Linked DNA regions of Hordeum vulgare: region 2 is linked to region 1. A link is a contact called in public Hi-C data. All regions are on one chromosome and are shown on one strand. The core of a region is the stretch at or near the end of the contact, and the rest is flanking DNA. Distances in the headings are between cores, read along the strand shown. Region 1 holds the start of LOC123446538. Region 2 holds the start of LOC123448795 (tetratricopeptide repeat protein 27 homolog).

Region 1 (6,139 bases), core at 2,551-5,050:
TAAAATGAATAGTTATAGGCATTCGGATAATTTTAGTAGAGCATAACTCACCTGATTTACATTTTAGTTTCACTAACTCATGAGCACACATCCGCATGAACTAGAGCCTCCCACGAAGCAATACATTTTTTACCTTTGACGGTACATTTTTACGGTGAAGATTGATTGCAAGACCCTATTGTACATGGATGAAGAGGCTACACGGTTGGGGAGCGACTAGGCGAGGAAGGGCGCGGTGAGGGGTTTGTTGGGCAAATAGGCAATAGTAACGGACGTGTTCTAACAAAAGTGGCCAAGGCATATCTCACCGTCAGGATCTGGATGACACATAAGAGATCGGACGACGTCCGATGGCCATAGTGCAGACTATCCGAAGTCCCGGGACGAAGACATGATTCTAACATAGGGGGCACGCACGAGAATTTTCCTCTAGCATGGAGGCTGCTAAAAACAAATCATGCAGCGATAGTATGAAGAAAATTGGTGTCGCTTTGATTTTAATCAACAATTTCTATAAATGAAATTTACGAACTAAAATTTCTCATATAAAAGGGGATAAGTAATGTAAAAAATGGCCCCTGATGGTAAAGCCACAAATTAACCTAGTTTTACAACAAAAACCATGGACAAATGAACTAAGTATAAGTAAGAGAATGAGAGAAGACATTAACCTACCGATTTTCTAGACTCATTGGCCCTAATGTTGCAAGGCGGCCGACCGATCGACTGTGCGACCGCGCAAGCTGGATCTCCTTGACCGCCTAGCAATTCTGGAGTTCCTCGTTGTCTTGAGAAATTTAGTTTGATTGGATATACACGTCGATGGATCGTGCGCCAGGGAGAAGCATGAGGCATCGATGTAGGGTGTGTTCGGTTTGAGGATAAGGTGTCATCGGATGGGTTGATTCCGTCACTAACAGCCCATCCTCGTGTTCGGTGGTGTTTGTATCCAGAACCGGGCCGTCCGCATGCAGTGGATATTCCCTCGAGATGCTTCATCTAGAGATGCCTGGGAACCGTAGGAACAGCCTCATTATTCATCTGTTGAACGCAAAAAGAAAAGAAAAGAAACCAGTGCCTCACCGCTCTCACCCCTCATGCCCCGAACTCTTTCACTCTCCCTCTCGTTCTTTCCTCCCAGCTGCCACTCTCCCTCTCTCTCGCATCTGCTCTCGACCTACAACGCAAGGGAGACGACGGCCAGTGGCTGGGAAGGAACCGGACGAATCTCGGCCGACCTGCAGAGCCTCCTCCTCTCGTCCTACCTGCATCACCTGCTCCTCCCAGCCTGACCCGCAGCGCCTCCTCTATGCCAATCTGTCGCGCCCACCCCAATCTTCCTCAAGCTTTGAAGGGACACTTCAAGCTAGCGATCAACGGTGGCCAGGTTTACAACCATGTTAAGAACTGGAGGAAGATTTGGGATAGACTAGTCACATTGAATAATTTAAGTGGAGCTCTATGGGATGAGGATACTTTGCACTACCAAGCTGAGTGATGATCACTATGCAAGTCATTGTAAGGTAAGCTTTGATGCATGAAGATTTGACATGTTGTCTATATGTTATGCTAATCATTTGAACAATTTGTGTAGGATCACAAATCTGATGTGGCCTTCTTGAATACCCTAGTTGAGCACTATCGCGCCATGGAGACAATTTTCCTGCAAAAAACTGCTACAGGAAGAATGCAAGGTCTAGTAACGATAACATTTCCATTGAAATAGAAGATGATGACAATGGTGAGGTGAACATGTCACCAAATGTTGGTGAGTCCTCTAATCCCAGTGAACCAGCAAAAAAGAAGGCTAACGTGGTGAAAAATAACGATAATCCGTTGATGACAACTCTCTAATATGGGTTCAAACTTGTAGATGCGGCTCTTGTGAAGTGTGGTGGAGATGATGATACTATACGTGATGACCTTTGGGAAGTTGTCTCCGACACTATTGGATTTGCTGAAGGATACCTTGCCACTACTATGCTCATCTTATGGACAACCCCAAGATAGCAAGAGCTTTCATGTTGCTCAGCGAGTCAAACCGATTGATTTGGGTGGGTAGGTATGTGACGAAGAACTTCGCATGATGCACTTATCGTATGGACTAGTGTGAGGTGATGAACTTTGCATTATGAACTTGTATTGAACTTCAATTAGGAGAGCTTTCGGATAACTAGTATGTGAATCATATGTGTGGATTGTAATTGAACAATATTTCTTTTTGATGATGACCTTGTGATATTGTTGCATCTTATGATATTTGTATTGAAAATCTGTTATATGTGATGTTATATATTTGTTTGACTTGTGATCATATACTATTAAGTTGCTTGTTGAAAATACAAAGAAAATACTACCAAAATTTTGAATTATATGTTGTCCAAATGTAGAGAGAGATATGAGCACATTAAAGGTAATCTCACCATTCATATGGAAAGGTGAGTGAAATGAGATTCTTCTCATTTTACCTTCCAAACCAAACACATGGACGAAACCAAACCATGTCATTTTTTATGTCCAACCGAACACAAAAATGGAACCAACCCACGCATTGGAATGGAACCATGACATTACATGCCTTTTGATCCTCAAACCGAACACAACAGTGACGTCCATAAATCTGCCTGCGTGCGTGCGTCCTTACTCCTTTTTTAGGGAAACGTTTTTCGACGGACGATCGGTCGAGCGCTCGGCCGGTAGCCCCTCGCCCGATCGCCTCTGTACGCGAGAAGCACTAGGCCAGGTATGTTACATAGGCATCAAACGTTGCATGGACCGGTTATGTTTGTATTTTTGCTTCATTGCACAAAGAGCGTTTGGATTTTTTTGCTATAATTGGTATCATGTCGTGCTACAACCAATCTTTTTCAAATTGCTGCATAGACTAGGATGGTGTTGGTGCGAGGACGGATGGCGGTTGTCATTTGTTTTGCTGCATTGGTTTTTTTACTGGAACCAGAAATCATTTTTGCTACAACTGTGTTGTTTTTTGCTGCAACCATGCTAGCTTTTGCTACAACCGACGTAGCAATTTGCTGGAACCGGCGCCTCGTTCTGCTACAAGACATAGCCGGCATCGATTTTTTTGCTACAATCATGCTAGCTTTTGTTACAATCGGCACTTCGTTTTGCTACAACGCATCACCGCCGTCGACAGTTCGAGGACTACGACACTGCTCCGACTAGCACTTCCCTACTACAAGCACCATTTGTGATGCTACAATCTGCATCTCATTTTGCTACAACCACGTTGGGTTTTTGTTACAACGCATCGCCGGTGTCGATTTCTTACTACAAAGACGTCCGCTTTTCGCTACAACCCATATCTTGTTTTGATACCACGCACCATCAACGTCGTTATTTTTGCTACAACCATGTTGATATTTCTGCTACGACCATGTTTTTGTTACATCTGTGGCCGATTTTTGCTACAACGCTGCTTGTTTTTGCTATCATCGACGATTTTTGCTATATGATTTGATCTAACAGTCAAACAGGGTTTGATGTGGCGGCTTGCGCGTGACCGGCCGAAGTTTGGTCCGACGCGCCGACGCACATCAGTCTCTTTTTTTTAAGGCAAACCCTCGTCCCTACTCCCTAACCTTTTCTTTTTCAGATTCGCAAAAAAAAAAAACTTTTCTTTTTTAGAAGGCCCTACTTCGCTTTGTCTTTGAGTTGGGCTTCCATTTTTCTTTTGGGCTTGGCCTGGATTGCACACGGGAAAACACGGCGTTCCAGCCCAGCAGCACGCGTGATTAGCCGAAACCTAATCGCTGTCAAGGCAAAAGTGCATCGTTGACCACCCCCTTGCATCCGTCCCTGCCCGAGCCGGCCGAGTTCATATAAGACGCAGCACCCATGGCCGATCCATTCCCCAGCCCCCTCCCTCTCCTACCCAAAGCTCCACTGGGTTCCGAGTTCCGACTCCATGCGGCTCTGAAATCACCCATACACACTGCACCACCGCTGCGCCCCGGAGCTGCCGCCGTGCTGTGGCTCGGCGTCACCACCACCACGCCGCCTCTCGCGTGCGTCCGCGGCCGCCGCCGCGGTCCCCGTTCTACCTCATGGCGTCGCGGCTGCCTCCACTCCGACGGCGGTCATGTACACTGGTTTTTGAGGTACCGGCTTTTGGTCGTCCAGCGATTGCTACCTTAATCACGAAGCAATCTCCACATGATTTGCCCCTGACTTACAACACCCTTCTCTTCTTTGTTTTTTCTGTCTCCCACCATCAGATAGAGAGGACGAGCTGCCAGGCAGCCGTGCCTTGTGGGCAGGAGGTGTTGGACACCCATGGAGAGCTCAGACCGAGAGGATTCTGGCCACGGGGAGCACCGTCGGCGGTGATTCGTCCATAGCAATAATATGGTGTTATCCTGATTGAGCTTTTCTTCTAGCCATCACCCCCTCCTCCGTTTTCTTTTCTTGTCACGTTCACTTTGTCCGGGTCTTCTTGACCTTGCAAGACCTTTTCTTGACCTTGTAAGACCCAACAAGGCCACATTTTCTTCCACGTTCTTCATCTTCTTATTCCACCTTCTCTTTCTCGCCATGTTCCTTTCCACCTCTCTGTCTTTCCTCTTTCTTCCATCTATCCCTCCTGAGCTACACCTTTTTAAAAGTTGCATTTCTTATATCCAAATTATTAAAAATAAGTTGATACATGGAGTGACAAGTGAGGAGATTCTACTTCCTTTGTCATACATTGTATTTTTTTAAGTTGTAAAGAGTACAGTTAATGAGATACGAAATCAGGGTAGTTGCTGCTAATGCTCATGGAATGCATGTGGAGTAGGAGCCTACGTGTAACCGAGTATGCTTATGTATGCCCACTTTGTAATAAGTTTGCTATTCGTGCTTGAATACAAACATTTTGATGCTACGGTACTGTTGAGAACTGTTCGAGTGTTCGTTTTAGCAACGTGGATGCACCGCGGTATTCGTGTGCTGTCATTTCGTGTTGTTCTGCCGCTCTACAGAAGTTTAGTTATGTCTCATCATAGCAGCATTGTAACGCTGGCCCCTGCTCCATATTTTTTATCCCCTGTGACGCATTTCAAGTTCTCAGCGTCATACTTTTTTTTCCGAACAGAGGCAAAAGATTTATCTCATTAATTAACTAAGAATGATTTATGAATAACCTCGTCACTACATCTTTCCCTGCAAAAACAGAACATCGCTGCATTTTGCCCTTTATTTACTCCACAGCCAGTTATCTACTGATAATACGAGAGCTTAAGAGCTCGTAATGTAGTATAGGAGTACCCACAAAGTACTAGCAGTAGTACTACAATCCTGGACAAGCTAGCAGGATAGTTTCAGTTAAATAGTCTTGAAGAGTAGTAGAGGAGAACAGTTCTAGTTAAGAGTCTAACCAAAGAGGAACAGTTTCAAAAAGAGAGGAAGATTCAGGTTGGTATAGACCTAGCATGAAAAACCATTATAAGAGTCAATTCATAGCACTCAATGTATGGAAATTTATGGAGCTGTCAGGGTATTAATTCAAGCAGGAGTACTTCGTCTCTAGCTCTCTCTCTTTCTGTGCACCTAGAAAACTCGTGACTTGAGATTTGGTCTCCCAAATTATGTACTACTTATATTACTCCGTGGTCAATAATTGGAGTGAAACAAACAGGTCTAGAAATAATGCTTAGAGGGTAAACAAAACATAAAAGCACTAGATGAACAAGATGTGGATAACTTAATCAAGGACAAGGGACATAATAGGTCAGCAATTAGGGGACACACACTCACATCACTTTAGGAAAAGATGGGGGAAGGAAAGGGAGTGACAAAGGTTGCTCCACAAGCCTCTTGAGTCAACTCACAAATCATTGACACCAGTGACCTATAGAGTATAGAGGAAACGGGAACGTAGAGCAAAATGCCAAAAAGCATCTCATACATGCCTGTAGACGATTTCAGTTATTCCATCACTGGTTGTTATTATCACTGTCACCAGATTAGCATTAGCCTAATTACTTTTTCATCAACCTTGCAGCAGAGGTCCATCAAACAAACACTACTACTACCGTACTGCTCTATTGAAGCCTCGTATCAAAGTGGCAGATCGATCACACGGGTCTCTCTGTACAGTAAATGGGACATTGAAAGGCATCAAATGAATCAACCTACC
Region 2 (6,139 bases), core at 2,066-4,565, 300 kb before region 1:
ACTGCAGAACATCATTGTATTCATGCCAAAACCAGGTAAAGCGGCGACCGCCACATCAAAACGTAACATGCAAAACACCCAGCCAGGTAAAAAAAGGAGCACAATCATAAAAAAAGTCAAAAATCCAGAAAAATTGAATCCTTACAGGCCTACTTTCTTAGTTATATATGCTGGTGTATTCTTTTATTGAGAGCACGACAACACTTTCATTCAAACAGAGGCAATAGTACAAATACTTTCCCAAATACAGTCTGGGATTACACATGATAAACCTGATTAACAGAGTGCTCACAGCTACGAGCTGGATTGTGTGCTGAAACATTCAGCAAACGACCAACATGAATAACAGAACAAGAGTAAATAAAGGGTCTGGTGTACTCTTCGTGCCGAACTTGAGTATAGACCATCGGATGATGCGACTTGACGATGCTTGTCATTTATAAAGGGTCTGTGATAAGCAATATGACAAAGTGACCTTGGTTCGCAACCAAGATATCAGTAACTCTATGCAGCGCCAATCAGGCCCCTTAATTGGTCAAGGCAGTCATTAAGTGATTTATACTCCTCCGTACCTGAGAAGTCCGTTGCCTGTTTTAAGGAGCTTTTAAGATGCATCTCAGCTGACAATAATTCTCGTCTGCTTCCAGTCGTGGAGGAAATTTCGATATAGACCTTGCAAAGTTGCAGAGAAGCTTGAGCATACTTCGTGAACTTCTTCTGATCATGCCATAATCCTGAACCCTGGAGGGATCGAACTTGCTTCAACAAAGCTTCAGAGCATGCCATGAGGTTGCCCTTGCTTTTATGCCATCTTGCATATAATCCCCATATCTCTGCATTGCTAGCCCCACTCCGTACAATCTGCTGAAGGATATCACCAATTACACCTAGCAATTGATTTGGTAGCCTGGTCTCTTTATTTGCATCATCTGAAGCGTTGCTTATGGATTTAGCTTCTTGAGTATCACTAAGATGTCTAGCTTGTTCTTCGACAGAGACCATCACCTTGTCCAATAGATCAACATTGAAGCGCTTGTTCGAGGACAGATTCAATACCATTTTGACAGCTTCAAGTGTCAGTCGCATGTTGCATGTGTCCAAAGCAACCTTACTGTAATTTTCCCAAACTTCCCAGCTATTCCTCTTGAACTTTACAGCTTCCTTGAATGCCTGGACTGCTGCCTGGCTCTTTCCTCTAATCATGTGCAGACAGGCTATGTTGTTCCATGCTTCTCCGTTTTCAGGATCTATCTGCACAGCACGACTAAAAGCATCCACTGCCTTCTCAAGATCTTTATCCTTCCATGCAGCTGTACCATAGGCAAACCAGCCATCTGGATACAAAGAATTCAGTGCCAATGCTGATCCCCAAAGAATTTTGGATGTATGGAAGTCATTCCTGTTGTATGCACTGCGAGCCAGAGAGCGCAGAGCTCGAGCAGACTTGTTATCTGAGACTTCCAGTGCTTTCTTATAATGATCATCATTATTTGTAGCATCACCAAGTGAACACCATAACCTTGGGTCATTTGGTGTAACAGAGAGCCGGGTATTTATTAAACTGACCGCATCAGCAACTTTACCCGATAATCGATAGCAATAGATTAGATTATCCCACAATTCGAGTTCTTTGAAAACATTAAGTGCTTCACCAAGTAAACCACAACTTATCAAAAGTTCACCATACTCTTTCCTTAATGCAGGGATAGGCGGCATATGAACTCCAAAAACCAGTTTGGTTCTTTGTGAAACTACAGGAAATTCTTTGGCAATATCTTCAACCAAATTCTCCATCATTAACAGTGCCCGCTGTTTTGTCCGACTGCGCGTGGACTCCCACCTAATACGCAGAACATCACACAAGCTCCTGACCACAAAGTATGATTTTTCTTGAGAATCAATTGACTCTATGTATGGTGCCATCTCCCACCCAGACATTTCATCACTCCGACTCCTCCGACTCACATATAAACATTGTGCAAGTACAGCGGCCTGCTGGATAGCAGATAGCGATATCTGTGTGTTTGCGGATGTCATACTCTCACCGCTCGTTTCATTCCCATTTTCAGCCAGTCTTGGTGTTCTTAGTATATCACAAAATTCATCACTTTCACTTGGAACAGAGCTCCCTGCGTTCCGGGAAGCCACACCATCACTCTGAGATCCTGCTAGCTCTGTTGATTGGCCATCATCAGCTGCTGATTTAGTAGTCTTCGCAACTAGAACCATTTGGGACTTGGCGTCCACCTGGTGTATTGTTCGAAAACCAAGAATCCCTGTGAGAGAGAGATGAATCCCACATGCCTCTTGAGCACTATCCAGATGCAGCCTTGAAGCATCAACTTGGCCATATTTATACTCCACGATTCCAGCTTCCAGAAAAACAGCTGAGACAAAAGAAAACCCTTCTTCATCACATAACAAAGAACCCCAGTAGCTAGAGACCTTTTCAAGTTCACCAAAGTGGGCCAACATTTCATTCTTGTACACTTGTACTCGATCAAACAAAGAGGACGATAGCTCATCTAAAATATTTTGCTGGGACAAGGATATTCTGCACAACCACCATTGCACACTCCAACAATCAGAGGAGTCGAGACCCTGTATGCTTGTGAAGAGTAGTTCTGCAAAGACAATGAACGGCAAGAGAGCGAATTTCCCATGAACATGGGAACCAAAAGCAGCTAAATGACCCGAAGCCCAATCATCCCATTTGCTTCCAGGATCACCATGCCCCTCTTCGTCCAAACGTGAAGTCTGGAAAGGGAAGGGTGGAAACTTCCCCGACGGTCCCGTCACGTTCTGCTGCGTGAATGCGAGCAGCGCGGCCACCGCCGCGGAGAGAACAAGCGCACACCTGCACTGGAACCCCTCGCTCGCGGCCCCTCCGCCATCCTCCCGGAGGAACGCCTCGGCAGCGGCAGTGAGGTCGGCGTAAGCTTGCGTTGGGGAGCCCTGGGCAACCTCGGCGAAGGCGGAGGGGTGGAAGATGTGGGGGACGGCGGAGGCGATAGCAGCCACGTAGTCCCCGACCTCGACGGCGGCGACGGCAGAGGACACGACAGGACCGAGCGGGTGTTCTGGGGGAGGTGAGGGGGGAGCTGGTTGGGAGATCGGGGAAGGGAGGGTGCAGCGGAGGAGGCGGAGCTCGGTCGCACGGAGGAAGGTGGGGGTAGCGGTGGTCGCCGCCATGGCCGTGGCCGGTGGCGAGGTTTAGGGTTTTCGCCTATTCCTTTCTCTGGTCGCTGTTGACTGTTGAGGGGAGGGAAGGGTGCCTAGGCGACCGCTCAGGCTGTCACGAGCATCGCTCTGCCTGTGTCTGGGTCTCGTTCATGGGCCTGAGCCTGGTCTTTTTAGACCGGCTTTCTCTGGTCGGTTCGAGGATGCTGCCTTTTGGGCCCGGGTGGAGGCATCCCCTATGTCTCGCATTAAGCGAGACGGTGGGAATAACAACTTTATTTTCTCTTTTATTTTACGTATTTTGTTTCGCCTTTTGCTTTCTGTTTATACTTTTCTTTAGGGCGTCGATAGCCATCACACGTGCCGTGGAAGTAACATTCGACCACATGTTCTATAATCATAGATTGCACCGTATCTTCGCATACATGCACAAATGATCAAGTTGATGATGTCAACATGAACCTTTCGGGTTTTTCAGTTTTTAAAATGTTTTACCTTTTAAATAAAAAAATTGATTGAAAAATAGTTTTCACCATTAAATCCTTCATGATAAGATCTTTGAAATTAGATCTCATATTGATATGTTTCGATGAATTTTTTTTACTTAAAACTTATCATGTCTATTGCACATAAATTGCCATAGTGTTTACATCAAAGTTACATAAACTTGTCATGATGAATTACTAAAATTTGTCATGATCCATGAAATAATTTTGACATGGTTCATAACTAAAAATAAATCCATCGTCAATTACTTTAAAAATAGATGACTAATGACTCAAATGTATCATGAACCATAAACTAAAATTACCATGATGAATTAGTTAAATTTGTCATTATACATGCACTAAAATTGTCATGATTCATATAAACATAATTTTCATGATAAAAAACTAGAATTTTCATGGTCAAAAATGCAAAAAATTACATGATCTCTAAACTAAATTTGTCATGATGAATTACCAAAAATTGCCATGAACCATGAATTAAATTTGCCGTGGTTAATTACTAAAAATTGTCATGGTCAAATAATAAAAAAACATGAGAATGTTCAATGGTAGCTTTATATCTAACATAAAAATATATGAAACATAACACAACAACTTTAGTGTAAAATCTATGCAATTATAGTGTAAACATCAAGTCAACTATTGGCCTAAAAAAGTCATCGAAACATATCAATATGTGATCTGGTTTTGAAGATCTTGTTGAGACGAATTTAATGATAAAAACGGATTTTCAATATATTATTTTCTTTAAGGGATAAAATATTTTTAATTTTGAGAAAATAAAAATTAAATCATTGATGTCATCCGTTTGATGTGGCAAGATGGAGGTAATGGAAGCGTTTGGGCCATGTTGCTTCGTGTAATACATGTGACACTTATCATTTGGGTTTGTTTATACTTCCATATATTCTAAATAAATATATTATTAAAATCAATCTACATAAAAATTTAAAAAATATTGACCTAGTATTTGAAAAATGTTAAATGTGTATAGAAAAAATTAAAACCTATACCAAAAATGTATAAATAAATTAAAATGTGTATGAAACAAATTGATCATGTATTTAAAATGTTAATTGAGCATTTGAAAAAATATTTAACAAGTGTTTGAAACTTTTTAATCAAGCATTGGAAAAGGTTAAATGTGTATACAGAAAATGTTGACCTTTTATTAAAAATGATGATGTTTTAAAATCTATATAAAAATGTTAAACAAGCATTTGAAAAAATGTTGAATGGGTATTTGAAAAATGTTAATCAAGCATTTGAAAAACATTAAATGTGTTTATAAAATTTTTTGACCAGGTGTTCACAAAATGTTAAATATTGCATTTAGAAAATTTAGTCAAGCATTTAAAAAATGTTAAATGTCCATAGAACAAATATTGAGCATATATTGGAAAACTATTAATCTTGTATTTGAAAGTTTTTAATCAAGCATTTGGAAAGATTTAAAATAGTGCAGAGGAAACATGTTGACCATGTATTCAAAAAATATTAACCTTGTATTTAAAAAGTATTAATCAAGCATTTGAAAATGTTAAAAATATGTATAGAAAAATGTTGACCATGTATTAAAAATGTTAAATTTGTATTGGAAAATTGTTTGATGTGTATTAGGAAAATGTTGTTGACATATGCAAAAGATATATAATAAATATCAAAAGAAAAAAGAAAAAGAAAAATGAAAAAAGACAAAATAAACCAAAGAAAAAAGGAAATGGGAAATAAAACCAAAGAAACAAATGCAAAAGGAATGAAAAAGCGGAGAAAATAGAAAAGAAACAAATGAAAACTAAAAAACCCACATAAAAGAATCCAATCATCTCAAGTAGGACGCGCCCCTAATACTTAACACTAATTGGACGCGGGTGGAGTGGCTAGTAGCACCGATGATCTCTAAGGAGTCGAGTTATCGATCCATGCTTCTCCCATTTTCCTACTATTTATACTTTAACTGTGCGCGCGAGTGGGTCAGACTGATTACTATAGAACCTTCAATTAGACTTCCTATCATCTCACTTAATGCGAGATATGACACTTGTGCCTGCGCGGGATGGAGTTGAGTTCTCAAAGGAAGCCCTACCAGGGTCAGGAAGCTATGCGGTCGGCATCATGACGAAGAGCCGCCGCGGAAAGTACTACATCAACAACTCGCTGTGGGGGCCTGAAGCCGACTCAGCCGAATCTGGTTACAGGGTCCTCTTCGACAAGATCAACATCTTCATCGACATGATTGGAGCACCCGTGCCTGAGCCGGACACCTCCACCGACATCGTCGAGCCGGCCAGGTACGCCTTCCCCATCACACGTGAGGAAAGGAAACGCTGTGTTTTCATCGGTTTTACGCAGGGAGCCAGCTTACAAGATGAACCGGCAGTCCAGGAGATCACCCCCGTCAACTCTGATGACGAGTCATCCATGGGCGACACATATTCAATCCATCCCCT

Evidence for each region. Hi-C and Micro-C count contacts between places; a contact is called where the count stands out from the background.
Region 2: a contact with region 1 is called in a Hi-C map of seedling, with 2.0 times the contacts expected there. The contact joins the promoter of LOC123448795 here to the promoter of LOC123446538 in region 1. A contact is called at or near these places in 1 of 6 Hi-C or Micro-C datasets (seedling) and 1 of 1 datasets of contacts at active chromatin or transcription factors (embryo).

Annotation. Positions count from the first base shown.
Region 1 is chr4H:418,793,541-418,799,679 of MorexV3_pseudomolecules_assembly, reverse strand. LOC123446538 reads left to right here and starts at 3,800. Exons shown (of 2, transcript XM_045123110.1): 1 at 3,800-4,121; 2 at 4,239-4,885. The coding sequence starts at 3,859. The coding sequence ends at 4,242.
Region 2 is chr4H:419,093,226-419,099,364 of MorexV3_pseudomolecules_assembly, reverse strand. LOC123448795 (tetratricopeptide repeat protein 27 homolog) reads right to left here and starts at 3,315. Exons shown (of 1, transcript XM_045125808.1): 1 at 182-3,315. The coding sequence starts at 3,192. The coding sequence ends at 505.